Regions from separate parts of the Anas platyrhynchos genome. Here region 2 is linked to region 1. A link is a contact called in public Hi-C data. All regions are on one chromosome and are shown on one strand. The core of a region is the stretch at or near the end of the contact, and the rest is flanking DNA. Distances in the headings are between cores, read along the strand shown. Region 1 overlaps ZNF143 (zinc finger protein 143). Region 2 overlaps SBF2 (SET binding factor 2).

What was found. Hi-C and Micro-C count contacts between places; a contact is called where the count stands out from the background.
Region 2: a Hi-C map of liver shows a contact between it and region 1, with 2.3 times the contacts expected there. The contact joins two enhancer-like sites. A contact is called at or near these places in 2 of 8 Hi-C or Micro-C datasets (liver and subcutaneous adipose tissue).

Annotation. Positions count from the first base shown.
Region 1 is chr5:63,143,272-63,150,008 of IASCAAS_PekinDuck_T2T, reverse strand. It overlaps ZNF143 (zinc finger protein 143), which reads right to left. Exons shown (of 16, transcript XM_027461359.3): 11 at 4,590-4,769; 12 at 3,075-3,302; 13 at 1,668-1,816; 14 at 1-111. Among named protein-coding and RNA genes, the nearest start is that of WEE1, 17 kb to the left of the region's middle. Within about 2 kb of position 5,473, at least 3 of the 8 cell types and tissues checked have an H3K27ac peak or open chromatin away from gene starts, as enhancers often do.
Region 2 is chr5:63,324,783-63,331,778 of IASCAAS_PekinDuck_T2T, reverse strand. It overlaps SBF2 (SET binding factor 2), which reads left to right. Exons shown (of 41, transcript XM_038179378.2): 21 at 317-512; 22 at 1,398-1,525; 23 at 3,490-3,665; 24 at 4,584-4,729. Among named protein-coding and RNA genes, the nearest start is that of SWAP70, 150 kb to the right of the region's middle. Within about 2 kb of position 2,363, at least 3 of the 8 cell types and tissues checked have an H3K27ac peak or open chromatin away from gene starts, as enhancers often do.

The sequences.
Region 1 (6,737 bases), core at 4,224-6,723:
CGCAGAAGAGATGACAGCATCATGGGCAGGGACTGTGATAGTGGTGCCATCTTGTGTTACCATAGTGATAGTATTCCCTATGGCCTGCATATCTGCCTGAGAGATGTTGACCTGAAACACAAAGCATATCCTGAAGTAAAAAAAGTTTAACCGATGCTCAAGTCATACTTGAGTTTTAGCTTTTAGCATCGTAACACGTTTTCAGGTAAATGTTTCTAAGATTTGAAAAAAACAACGTGATATGCATTTTAAGTGTAACAGTGTAACGTCAAACAAATTCCTGCTCGTTGCTTCAGCAGAAATACTACTGCAAGTTCAGTTTCCTAATTTGAAAGTCTTAATAATTCAGAATGAAAAGGCAACTTGTTCATAGTAACACTGGAAAAAACACCTTAAATCCTGTTCACAAGTAACATACTGGTCACAAGATCTAGTAGCTGTTATTCAACTTCCTGACAGGGATGCTCATGCATTTCCTGAGAATTAGTGTCACTCCTTGGACAAGTCCCAGTCTGGGATGAAAAGCCCTCACTACATACATCTTACAGGTGGAGATGTAACATCCCATGGTCTTTCAAACACACTTGTCTGTTTACAGAAATAAAACGAGCTCAGTAGTAAGAAAAACGATGCATACTTCCCACCAATATGAATTCCCAACAATACGAATTACTTCCCAACAATACAAATTACTGATGTCTCCTGTATAAATGTAATAGGGCATCAGATAACTGATTTGATGTCTGATTTAGAAGGCAATAAAAACATCCCAGAACTGAAGTCAAGCTGAATGATTAATAAAAGCGAGAACTCCATTTTAAGGCCTGAAGGCCTTTAGTCAGAGGGTAAAAATGCCAGTTACTTAGTATTGCTGCAGCATTCAGGGCTGACAATATAACAGACACCTTTAATTTTTCATCTCCAAGTCTAATTTAGAAAATATTTTTCACATGCTACTGGCATATCAGATACCTTCTCAGCAGAAACATAATTTTCCCTGTATGCCTTCAACATATTAATAGAGCTAAACTAAAGAATTGTGTTGAAATCCCCTCTTAGTGAAATTTCATACCAACACCTTAAAAAAATAAAGCTATGCACAGGAATTTTCAAGTGGAGATAGCATCAAAACATTCCTTTTTCTGATCCTCTCTTGTTTACGTTAGAAACAGTAAGAATTTAACACTACCAAACGGCTCATAAAACAGACAGCTGGACTAAAACGACTATTTTTCCTAAAAAGTGTGCGCAGGCAAGACAACAGTGAAGATGATCATCAAATATTAATAGAAAAGTCAGGGAATTCTGTGAATCCAGAAACTAGGCTGTAGATGTAACAGTTGTTGTAATAGCCTGTGCCGACATTGTGAGCACAATGGAATTTGAGTTGTTAACAGTGACAAAGATAACAAGGATAGTAAAAAAAATTTTGAATTGTATTGATACAGTTTCAGGTATCAGAATATGTGGTGTAATTTATGTATTCCAGAGGAAGCTCAACCTTAAAGATACTACATGAGCTCCAAAGAAATTTATTTCCATAAGAAATCCATGTACATACTTATTAAGGATCCTAACTGATTTGAGAAAGTGCATGGAGCGTACACAACCACCAACCTTAATTCTCAACATATTTTTGTCATTTCTTTAGCACACAGGTTACTTACATGTTGGGTTCCATCCTGGGAAATTAGTGCTACTTGTTGACCTAAACCTGACTGAGTAACTGTAGCAACCTGTGCAGAAATTACATCTTCTCCCTCCACACCTGTCACATAGGCTATCTGTGAGCCTTTGAGAACATCTTCACCTTGACCTATTTGACACAAAGAAAGCAAGAGGGTAGTTTACATACTCTGAAGACTGGCAGGAAAATATAAATGACAACAGTTAAACGCCAGCCTGGTTTGAAGGCTTTTAAATACTTCAGTAGAAAAATGCTAGTGGAAAGATGAGAAAAACAAAAGAAGGAAAAACAACAAACGCAAGTCATAAAGTCTCAAATTAATTGTTTTTAGAAGCCGGGGTACAGTCTTCTATCAATAAGTTACAACACATCTAAATGTGTATTTTCATCACGTGTAGTATTTATATAGTTCATAAGCAAACATTAAAAAGGTGACAACTCTAATTCATTCTGCAAACATTAACCTTTCCATACAAGAGGCTTCATGAGAACACAACCGGCAGTTTTTCAAAGAGTTATTCATTAACAAACATACAGAAGAATACAGTGATGCCTTTGTGTGAAGATTTAAGTAGCGTTAATTATCTTAATAAATGTTTAACCTCAACAAATGAATCTTATCATGCTCTTAAAAGATGGCATTAGACTATTGCAAATTTGCTTGAGGCATTTAGTGCAGTTTCCCAAATATCTGTAGTAAAATAGAACAACTAATCTGATCAAAACAGTTTGTATCTGTATTTCTTATCTTAGTCACATCTAAAATCAGAATTTAGCATTTGTAGCTGTTCTCAAAATACTTCCTTTAGCCTATTTTTTTATATTCACAGGATACAATACTCCTATCATAAAAACATTCTAAATGAGTCCCACAACACTCAAGCTTTTTTTCATCTTTGCCTCTAGGTCTGTTCACAGAAACTGCTGTTAACTGCAGCAAAACCAGCATAGTCTCAGGGTGCTGCACAGACAAGATTCTTTCTTTTCACAAGGCAGTACCTTTATTCCTCCCCAAAGACTGCCAGCAACTGTAGTGTTTTATGCACTCAGAAAAATCCCCTAGGTTGCAACCAAACATTTTACACTCTGGCAGGTTCCTTCCTACATTCATGTTCATAGTGGGATTTTTTATTGCAGGTTTGCTGGGGCTGCAGCTCTATTTTCTCTCTTATTCTCAGCTTGCTATAAAACTCAGTTTATAAGCTGGTTAATTACGCTTGGTTTCTGTTTACAAATTGACTACCATGCTAAAAAGCCCTACAAAGAAGTTAAATAACTTTATTAAATCCTCAGATTTTTATCTATGTTTTCATTTGGTTATAAAAAACAGCAAAATATTATCCAACCCATTTGTTACAACAAGAGATTCAAAATCTGAAACTCTAACCTGGAGGTGGCTCAAAAAAAGCCTCCTGTTCTTCTTCAATTGGCTCTGTGTCATTATGTGCTGTCCGCTTGTGCATAGCAAGTGTAGAAATCTGCTTGTATGTTTTCCCACAGTGGTTACAGTTATACGGTTTGGAATGAGTATGTACAACATGGTGTTTGTATAAACTGGAATACTCTGTAAAACGTTTATCACAACCAGGAACTGTACAGACATAGGGCTTTTCCCCTGTATGGAAAACAGAAGGGGTAAAGAGAACTTTATCCAGGATGCACAAACAAAATTGACAATAAATTTGTAGATATTTACTGACAAGTCTTTATTACCAACCAAATTTCAATTTCAAAGGCAGTATCGAAGCTCTAGTTTATCAATGCAGCCTCTCACTTTTTTTTTCTTTCTTTTTTTTTTTTTTTTTTAACTGCCAGTGAAAGTTAGGCCCTTTTTTTCCTCCCTATCATTCCATATAAAATGTCCTTCTGATGAAGACAGAATGATGCAGTCTGAAAGATGCAATCTGCAGAATCTTTTGAAACTGATCCTAAGGATGAAAACAAATGGAAACTGCATCCCTGTGTGACATACGTAGCACTATGGGCTTCTGGGAAGATACCAATCTAAATGTCAGTTTGGCACAGCACTGACAATTTTGTTCCTGTATTAGTGGAAGCTCTGTACTTTTCTTCAGTGATCAGCTATGTTGTTATACTAGTAGAATTTATTTTACTTTTGAGTCTTTAAGGTCTGAAGAAATCTACAGGAAGCATATGTTTAAACAAACAGGGTTTAACATAAAAAGCACCTTTAATTTAAAATCAATGAACAAACATCCAAATTACATTATAAACTAAAAAGATAGAGATGAGTTTTTTATCTCAGATTATCAAATTTGCCTGTATTTCTATAAAATATATAAGGCTGTATATAATGCTACCAAGATGATATTATATACATAGTAAGAGTCATTAATAGCTCTTACATTTTAAAGCCTTCTAATTTGTGCAGATTATTTCTTCTGACTAACCCTGCCAATCAAGGTGGCTAAGTATTTTCAACTCTGGTCTATGAAAATAAGGATTTGATCACCATTCCTGGAGCAAGGAAAATACAACTGAGATGAAAGGGTGACTCACAAAGGTGAGCCAAAGTCAACCTCAGGCTTATGCTTTGCTGTTACTTAATATACATCTCACAACACTGGCAAACCCTAGAACTATATTAAGTATCTAACCTGGTGTCCACTGAAGGCAAAGTTTCACATTCATTTCAAAGAGCTTTGGAGCCAAATGAAATTTTTTATACCTTGACAGCAAGGAGGGAAAATTAACTGCTTACCTCTCCACAGCTGAGCGGAGATAAGGCCCAAACAAAAGTACCAGCTCAGGTCACATAAACATGACTATACCAAATTAGAGTGCACCAAAACAGTGTGAAAAAAAAAAAAAAAAAAAAAAAGAATGACACAGGCCCTCCCAAGCAGGTTTCCTTCAAAACACAGAAACACCATTCATATACCTGTGTGTATTCTCACGTGATTCTTATAATTAGTTGCACTGGCAAAAGCTCTCCCACATCCTGGTTCTGTACAGTAATAAGGTCTTTCGCCTGTATGTGTCCTGATGTGAACCTTTCTAATATTAGATGTTGTGAATGACCTGCCACATCCTTCGAAAGGACATTTAAAGGGCCTTTCACCTAAAAAAAAAAAAAAATAATAAGAAAAGGTACAGATGGAGAAAATATGAAAGAATACAAAAATCATTAAGTTACCCTAAATGTTGGAATGCAAAGCTATCTAATTAAGAGCCTCAGTCAAAAATAACCATGAGCATGTGAATGTGGAGTGCTCTTTAGCAATATCTGGCATAATTTCAGAAAACTGTAGTCTGTGATCTAAATTATGAAGTATTTAGGTTAGTACTTTATGATGTACAAAACAGACTCAGTTGCTGACTAGCTTCCATACTGTGCCATATTCTAACATGTATTTAACCCCCATACGAATTCTTACATACATTATTCAATACAAATGTATTATACTATTTGTGTATTTCTCAATTGTAATGAACAAGATGAAAAAATACCTTCATGATTTAGTATATAACCAAGATCCAGATGGATTAGTAAAACTCACCACAGAAAGCATTTAACCTAAAAGAGCAGAGCCAACTTTGTAAAGAGAGACAGCCTTGAAACTCAAGTTTCAAACCCCAAAACCAAAGCAATCACAAATACAGATTTTTTGTTGTTGTTAGTAAGACTATTATGAATTTAAACACGGTAACTCACTGAATTCCACCAAAACCTTCACCATGAACGGCAGATAAGATCAGTCCCTACCTAATCTCCCTGACCCTTCAGATCTACCAAAGCACATAGAGTTGCTGGGGGGCAGAGCAAAGCGGGGCTGACTTGGGAGAAGTGCAAGACACCTGACACGCTGTTCTGTGGTCATTTCACACTGCTTAGAGCTAAGCACATTACACTCACTGTACTGTTTACCGAAGAGCAATCTGAGAGCAAGAGAGGGCAGATTAAGTATTTAAAGTTGTATCTGTAGTGGTAAAGGCAGAAATAAAAAGTGAAGTCCTGATACAGCCGTTAATACCATGAAACTCCAAAGCAGTTAGCTCCTTGGCAGAGGAAACCGTAATTCACTCCTTAAGGCAGCTGTTTCGGGAAGGTTTTTCATTTTTCTGCCAAAAGGCAGAGCGTATGTGAGTGTACACGCCTCAATGTTGTGTTACCATGGCTCCCCTAATCCTTCCTGCACCACAGCACCTCAAGTTACAGCCTGAAAGGCGCAGGGCCGCAGTCACCCCGCCCAACGACAGACCCTCCATTACAAACCAAAACAATGACTGTTCTCCGAGAAGGCCTGCAGGAATGCCATCCGACTGGTTTGCCAGGCCAGCCTTTATGTTTCTAATGGAGTTGCTAGAAAAGTGACCTGTCTCCAGGTGATGGAGATTTCCAGCACCAGCAATGCAAAGCAGGTCACAGCGCTTTCAAGCTCTGCCCCACAGGAGCCAGGAGGAAGCCGAGCAGCGCCTGGTGCCACCAGCTTTTCTGACACCAGAATCCGTGATCCAGGGGCTCAGGAAGCTGAGGCAAAGCACATGATGGCAGCAGGAAGTGAGACTGGCCTGCCACTGAAATCACTTTGGGCTGAAATAGGCAGAAAATGAAGGAAGCACTAACGCTGGTCTGTGAGATAAAGTTTCAAAGCCATGCAAGAGTGGGCAGTGTCCCTGGACTTGCTTGCCTCCACTGGGTGCACTGTTGCATGGAGTATGAGCACACACAACTCCATCAATTTGCACAAAGGACATGGTTGTATTTTTACACGTTTGGAATATTTATTAACATTTGTTTTTTTGTAGCATATGTTTGTTCATTTTTCTGCTGCAAGAAGGGAAATGGAGATAGCAATAATCTGAGAACTATCAATCTTCATGAACCCCACAAGCAATTTATCTTAAAGCACCGAAATGTAAAAACACTGATGCCGTTTCTAAAAGGTAAACTGGATTAGTGAGGTGAAGATCCTTGTTCTTTTATAGCTGCAAATGAAACCATAGAGGCACCAAGTGACAACGTAAGTGACACTGCGAAATGTTGGTGCGTTTGCAATGGTAGTGTGAATGCTTCAGCACACTTACA
Region 2 (6,996 bases), core at 1,114-3,613, 180 kb before region 1:
TTCCCCCTCATAATGTTAGGAGGAAACATCAAAACATTGTTAGAAATTTTCCACCAATGATAAATAGCACTTGGCTTTGGTCTCCTGAAACATGAACTTACAAAACTAGAAGAGCCAGACTTCTGATCATAAACAAGCTGTTGCATACCCTCTGCTTTTTGAGACCCATTTCTCTTAGTTGAGTCCAAACACCATCTCCTTTCTGTGGAATCAGTCTCATAACAATTTTGTTTTGAATCTTTTTATGCCAAATTTAACTAGGCTGAGCTATAACACTGGTATCCCTATTACACTTACGCTAATTTGTTTGCATCAGCCCAAAATTCTACGACCAGCTTTACTGCCAGGAGAAGAATTTGTTTGTGAAGGACTCCGTGTGCTACTGGATCCTGATGGCAGAGAGGAAGCTACAGGAGGACTGCTTGGAGGTCCTCACATCCTCCCTGCTGAAGGAGCTTTGTTCCTTACCACCTACCGAATTATATTCAAAGGCACTCCTCATGATCAGCTGGGTAAGAAAAACTAAACAATAACTGTAGTACTTCAGATAGGCAAGATTTTGAGTTGGCCTATCCAAGCATCAGCATCAAAACGGATATACCTCTAAGTATAATTTTTCACATTGATCACATTGGAATGATCTTTTATTATAGGTTTTCATCACTAGCTTTGACAATGATTGCTCTTTATTTTGTATTTAACTTAACTGGATTTCTTCAAATGAGGCAACATATATACTATACTCTTACATATTTTCCTATACTGATGTTCATATATATGTGTGGTTTCCACTACTCCTAGCTTTCCAATAAACCATTTTTTTCAGACACTGGAATTGTGTAAAATGAAAAACATTCATAAGTTAGTATTTTCCTTTCGATTAGTATTAATAAATTAACTATTGCTTTTAATATGTAATGGAAATTGCTCTTCTGAATGATAGATTTTTATATTTTGACACTTGCCATTAAATTAAATTGTCTTTCAGAAGTACAAGTTTATTTTGGAAAGTTCATAGTCACATGTAAAGAAATTAGGATGCAACATTCGTTCTTTATAAGGTGCATAATGCAATACAAAAATGGAGTAAGTTTGAAACTGTTTCTTCACCCCTTTCCAACATAGATTGTAGGGGTACATTTCCAATATGTAGGAAGACTGAGAAGGAGGATATTTTTCCATCTATGACAAATTAAGCAGAAAAAAAAAAATCAGATTATGGATAATACTTGAATTCTCAACTTGTAAGGTCTTTCGCCTGAAATTAATTCTGTACTGCTATTTTTCCTATTGCTTTGTACTTGGCCATTCCTAACTGTTCAAAGTACAGTGTGACCAAAACAAAACTGATTCTGTAATCTAACAAGTATCTATAAACAACATTCTGTGGTCCTCAGTGGGAGAGCAGGTGGTGATCCGGAGCTTTCCTATTGCATCTGTTACGAAGGAGAAGAAGATCACTATACAAAACCAGTTGCAGCAGAGTATGCAAGAAGGAATGCAGATCACTTCAGCTACCTTTCAGGTAAAAGGAAATTTTGTAAAACTTATGTAACACAGAATGCTCAGATTATTTTTGAGCAGCAGTTTGTCCTGATACCTAGGAAGAGTTCAGTTTCCTGCCATGTCAAGGTCAATACAGAATATGGACTCCTTTTGCAGAAACTCTCACTTTTTTTGGCCCAGTTGATACAGCATTATGGTTTTCATGTTTCATTCTCTGCTTTTCTCACCTTTCTATTTTGGATTCAGTAAAAGGCTATTTCGTTGTGTTCAGCAGAGGCATTTAGTGCAGGGCAGTTGACAGAGATGGGACTTCAAAGAATTGGGAATCATTACTTCTCTGAAGCTTCCAAATGTTCCTTATTGGTGGTAATCTAATCTGTGGTTAAATCCTAGGAGATGGGAAGTTGAAGGCAAAGAATTTATATCACAGACTGAAAGTAGACTTCAGTGCTTAAGTCAAGAAATACTCTGTTGGGGTGGCTGACTGCAGAAACAAACTTTCACTGAGAACAATAACTCTTTAACATCTGAAAATAAAATAGATTATCAACATTTTAGTAGTTGCTTACAAAGCGGACGTTATTTAACTGATCATCCTTAAATATCCCAGTCAAAAGGACAAGATTAAGAATACAAATAAGGAAAACAACAACAACAAAGTTGTTCCTGTGGACTTTCCGAGAGGACTTGATGAAAACTTTTTTTTCCAGAAATATTTTACCAGGATAATTAGCATACTTCACTGATGTGCTAAATGCAGACGTAGCTCAATGTTTTTAGTGCTGGATTCTGGTCAAACATCATATCTGCTTTTGTTTAGCATAGTGCTGTGTTAGGTTATGAAAATGAAAACAGTTTTCTTTCTGTTCCCTTTGTAACAGCTAGCATTTGATACAGTACAAGATAGCAGTGCCCCATCCCCCATCTGTGTTTATTAATTAGGATGTTCAGAATGTTTTGGCTGTAGTCATGCTATTTAATATCTTCAAAACTTTGTATCAGTATAGCTTTTAAAAATTATTTCAAAGAGATCATAGAACAACAGTTATTAATATTTTGGAAAGTAATTACAAAACAAGTGAAAAAAAAAATAATGAAATCCACCTTCAAGATGACAAGCAAACTTCAAAGCATGTGTAGCTATGCAATCAAAGATAAAGCTCAAGGATATTTCTTTGTTTGCTTTTTTCACATTCTTAAAGTTCTTTTGAGCCCTTTTATGGAATCCCTATTTTATCGCTGCCTTATTTTTTTAAATTCTTTTTCCCTGAAGATTTGAATGTCATTTTGGCTGAGAATGATGGAGTGTGATTTAAAGAAAAATAAGAAAAATTAAATAATAAAAATTAAATAATAAATAAATGAGAAGTTTTTAAAAAACATTTCTAACAGGATGAATGGATTAGTGTTGAATAGCAGGAGGTTAGTTCCTTTCCAAAGATCAGATTTCACTATTACGCTTTATTATTAGCAGTTTTCTAGACTTTGGAAGGTGAGGTAAAAATTAGGATCACTAAATAATGGAAGTTTAATGCTTGTGACATATGAATGCTGAATTTGTTGATTTGATGAGAGTACATTGCCAACTTTACTTTCTGATATATAGTAGAGCTGACAGAATATTTCCAACCTGAGCTATCCCATGTGACTAGCACTTTAACTGTTGTAGACATCATAGCGCCAGCACAACCACTTAAAATATTTCTGTGTTTGGTATTATGAGAATTCCAGATGCTTCATAGTGAAAATACCTTAGTGTTACAACATAAATGCAAAAAGTAAATAACAACAACAACAAAAAAAGAATGAGCTGTATGATATCCCTCAAAATCAATAGGATATGCGTACATGTATTTGTATTTTCTGATGGGCATAGTACTGCCTAAGTATGTGGGTTTTGTTAATATATATTAGGATCTTTTAATTTATTTTATCATAGTTATTTTTTTTTTAGTTTCTAACATGTCCTGTCTTTATATGCAGCTAATTAAAGTAGCATTTGATGAAGAAGTAAGTCCTGAAGTGGTGGAAATATTTAAGAAACAGCTAATGAAGTTCCGCTATCCTCAATCTATCTTCAGCACTTTTGCATTTGCAGCTGGGCAAACAGCACCACAGATAATTTTACCAAAGCAAAAAGAAAAGAACACTTCATTCCGGTATAGTCATTCTCCTTCTTCTGTCACTCTTTTTGTTTACTACTAGTCAAATACATCAGTCAGACGTATTTTCAGATCTCCAGATCATTTAATCAGTTCTCAAGAAAACCAAAATAACTGATTGCTATTCTCTCTATTTTTATCTTTACTGAAAACTAGGTAGATTGATATGAAATAAATGTGTATATAAGAACATACTGTTTATCCAAACTTCTTGCTGCAGTAAATTTAAACAAGTATCTCATTACATTTTGAAACACGCACAATATAAATAACATTTTCAGCTATGCAAACTATGCCAACATAGAAACAGATTTCTTGTGTATTACATTTTAGGTTAGTAACTTAATGTGGGCTAGAATTCATTTTACTCTTTAGTATAGTCTGTTCAGTTGTCCTTGTGTACTTTAATTGAGATTTTCAGTTTAGGGTCCTCTTCTGAATTCTGTGTTGCACATTAGTTTTTACTAGACTAGATGGATTCTTATGCAATTCCAGAGTGGTAGTTTCAGTGATTCTTTCTTGATTATTGCATTGTTGACATGGGGAAGTAGAATTCCAAGGTAGTCATGGAATCTTAAAACTTTTAAGGTTAATATCTGCCTTTCCTGCCTTCATTCTGCCAACTTCATAGATTTGTTACATTGCTAGCAAAGTACAAATGCCTAAAGAAATATTATGACTGCTTATTCATTATGTTATATATATAATAGGTGAAATTACTCTCGAAGTAATAAAATTGGCATTAAAAAATTAATATAGGAAGTCATATTTCTGGTGGTTATGATTTTGTTGTTAAATGAGAAAATACAAAATGTTTTTTATATGGGTAAGCACATTTATCCTAAAAATCTGTAGGTGCTATTGTGGAGAATTATATCCATCTTTTGAAATATTTTTATTGCTATGAATTTATAGTACCTTCTCAAAAAGTATTGTGAAAGGAGCAAAACGTGCTGGGAAGATGACAATTGGTCGCCAGTATTTATTAAAGAAGAAGACGGGCACAATAGTGGAAGAAAGAGGGAATCGTCCAGGCTGGAATGAAGATGATGATGTCTCTGGTAATAATAAAGTATTATCCATTTTTGTTGATATGTCTTACCTAGAAGAAGAAATTGTGAAGTCTTCCTAGACAGGAGAAAGAAAGGTTGCAAAAACATACATTCTTAAAGTGTTTTTGTTTGTGATGACCAGACATACAGGGCAAAAGTAGTAAAGTATAATAAATTTATTATTTGTATTAATTATCATGCTATCTTCATATAATATCTTTAGAAAGCCTGACATCAGCAATTAGTCTATACTGAGAAAGCAGAATTTAGTGAGATTCAAGAAATAGACAATACTGTAGGCAAATTTTGTATTTGTGAAAATTACAAATTATATCTGAAGGCAGCAGAAGTCTGCAAATTACTGCAAATACCGTTTTTCCAAACTTCTGTTGAAAGGGTTTGGAGACAGAAGGTAGAAGGTGATTTGGACTCTTTGTATAGTTCATGTGCTCGTGTGGAGTTTGACTTTCTTCCAAACACTTCTTTTCCTACCATGTGCTGCTGTCAGTATACCCTTATCTGGACCAGTGCTAATTTATAATAAACCACTAGAGGGAACCAGATTCTCCTGTACATAAACAGGTATTGTTTTGTCATACCATTCTTTGTGGGTTTTTTTTTGTTTGTTTTTTTTTTTAATTAATTAAAAAAAGGCATTTCCGATAATGAAGTGTTTATGACACACTAATAATTTCTTCAAAACATCAAACAAGCCAAATTTATCTTTTGAATATTTAGTCAGTGAGGTGACTTAAGTGACTTACATGCAGATAAATACAAATTTTCTGAAGTCAGAGTATGAGAACGCACTTGATCTGTTCTCTCAAAAAAAAGAAAAAAAAAAAAGAAAGCATTCCAGGAAAGAAAAAAAAAAATTTCTCTTTTTCCATTCCAGATAAATATGGTGGGAAAAAATGCACCAAGAAAAGGTTATGAAATATGGAATGTCCGTATACTGCTGAAAATATACATTCTTAACTGAATTTCCTTAAGTGCTGAGTTAGTATGTGTTCTAATGTTGCAGAATCTTCAGGTCAAAAGGATCTGTGCAGTCAGTGCCTGTTCTGGGTGTGATTTTTTGTCCTTCACTCAGAGAGACCAAACATAATTAAGCCTGTGTATTCACACTTCTCTTTGCAATGAAGAAATTGTAAGAGTTGTTTCATTGCATATGTACAAAACAACTACATTCTTGAGTACAGGAGTTACATAAAGATTAATGGCAGTCACTTTTTTTCCTCCCCTGACAAATTTAGAAAAATATAAATTGTGAGGCTTCCTACCTGCTGCTTTCCAGATGTTGTGACTGGGTATGTGTGAGGTGATTAGAGTCTGACAGCTTGCTTTTCTGTTCACACTGCACTGACACCTCAGCTGACAACAGCACTGACACCTCAGCTGACAACTGTAGCAGTCCTTGCTTCAGAGTACAAATAGCTGTAGAAAAATTGCCGTTTAATCACTGAAATTTGTTTCATATTGCTTGCTGTGAATTACTGTTTGTTTGCAAGTCTCAGAAACTGAAGTATAGGAAGCTATGTAGCTATAACAACAATGAAGTAAGTGGGAGCAAATGGGCACTATCTGCAGCAGGTGATACATTGTCTTACAGAAAGAACCATTAAAGATAGTGTTGGAAGGAGCTTCGATGATCTCCATCTCTTTGCTGGAAAGCAGGATCAACATACTTATTATGATCCTTATATGCGTTTATCTAACTTTTTCTTAGCTTTCAAATATGATTTTTTCACAATTCTGGACAATTTGTATTAAAGTTAAGTTATTAAGGCTGGTTAAAGTTAATACTTCAACCTCTTAACTTACTCCTTAACACCAGAGAATAACAAACAACTTTGTGATGCTCAGGGCTAAACATTTACTTGCCACAATTTAAATCCTTCATTTCTTATTCTGTTACTATGTACATGTAGAAGAGATGACTGCCTTCCTTTGGATTGCACTGTTTAATGTACTTATGGGCTATTGTAATATTTCCTTTCTCTGTTCTCTTCTGGATGATAAATATCTGTAGTTCTTTTCACTCCTATGCATTAGTCTTGACAGAGTTCTGATTATCTTCATCGCTCTTCTCTCGGTCCTCTTGAACTGGTTCACACATAACTTTTATTGATTTTCAGAATTGGGAACAGTACTCTAGTTATAAGCTGTTGCTAATGAACACCTGGAACTTTTCTTCCCTACATTTCCTCCTAATTTTTATTTTTGGAGAGTTTAGAATCTTACCATACTATAGGTGATCATAGTGGTATGTTCAA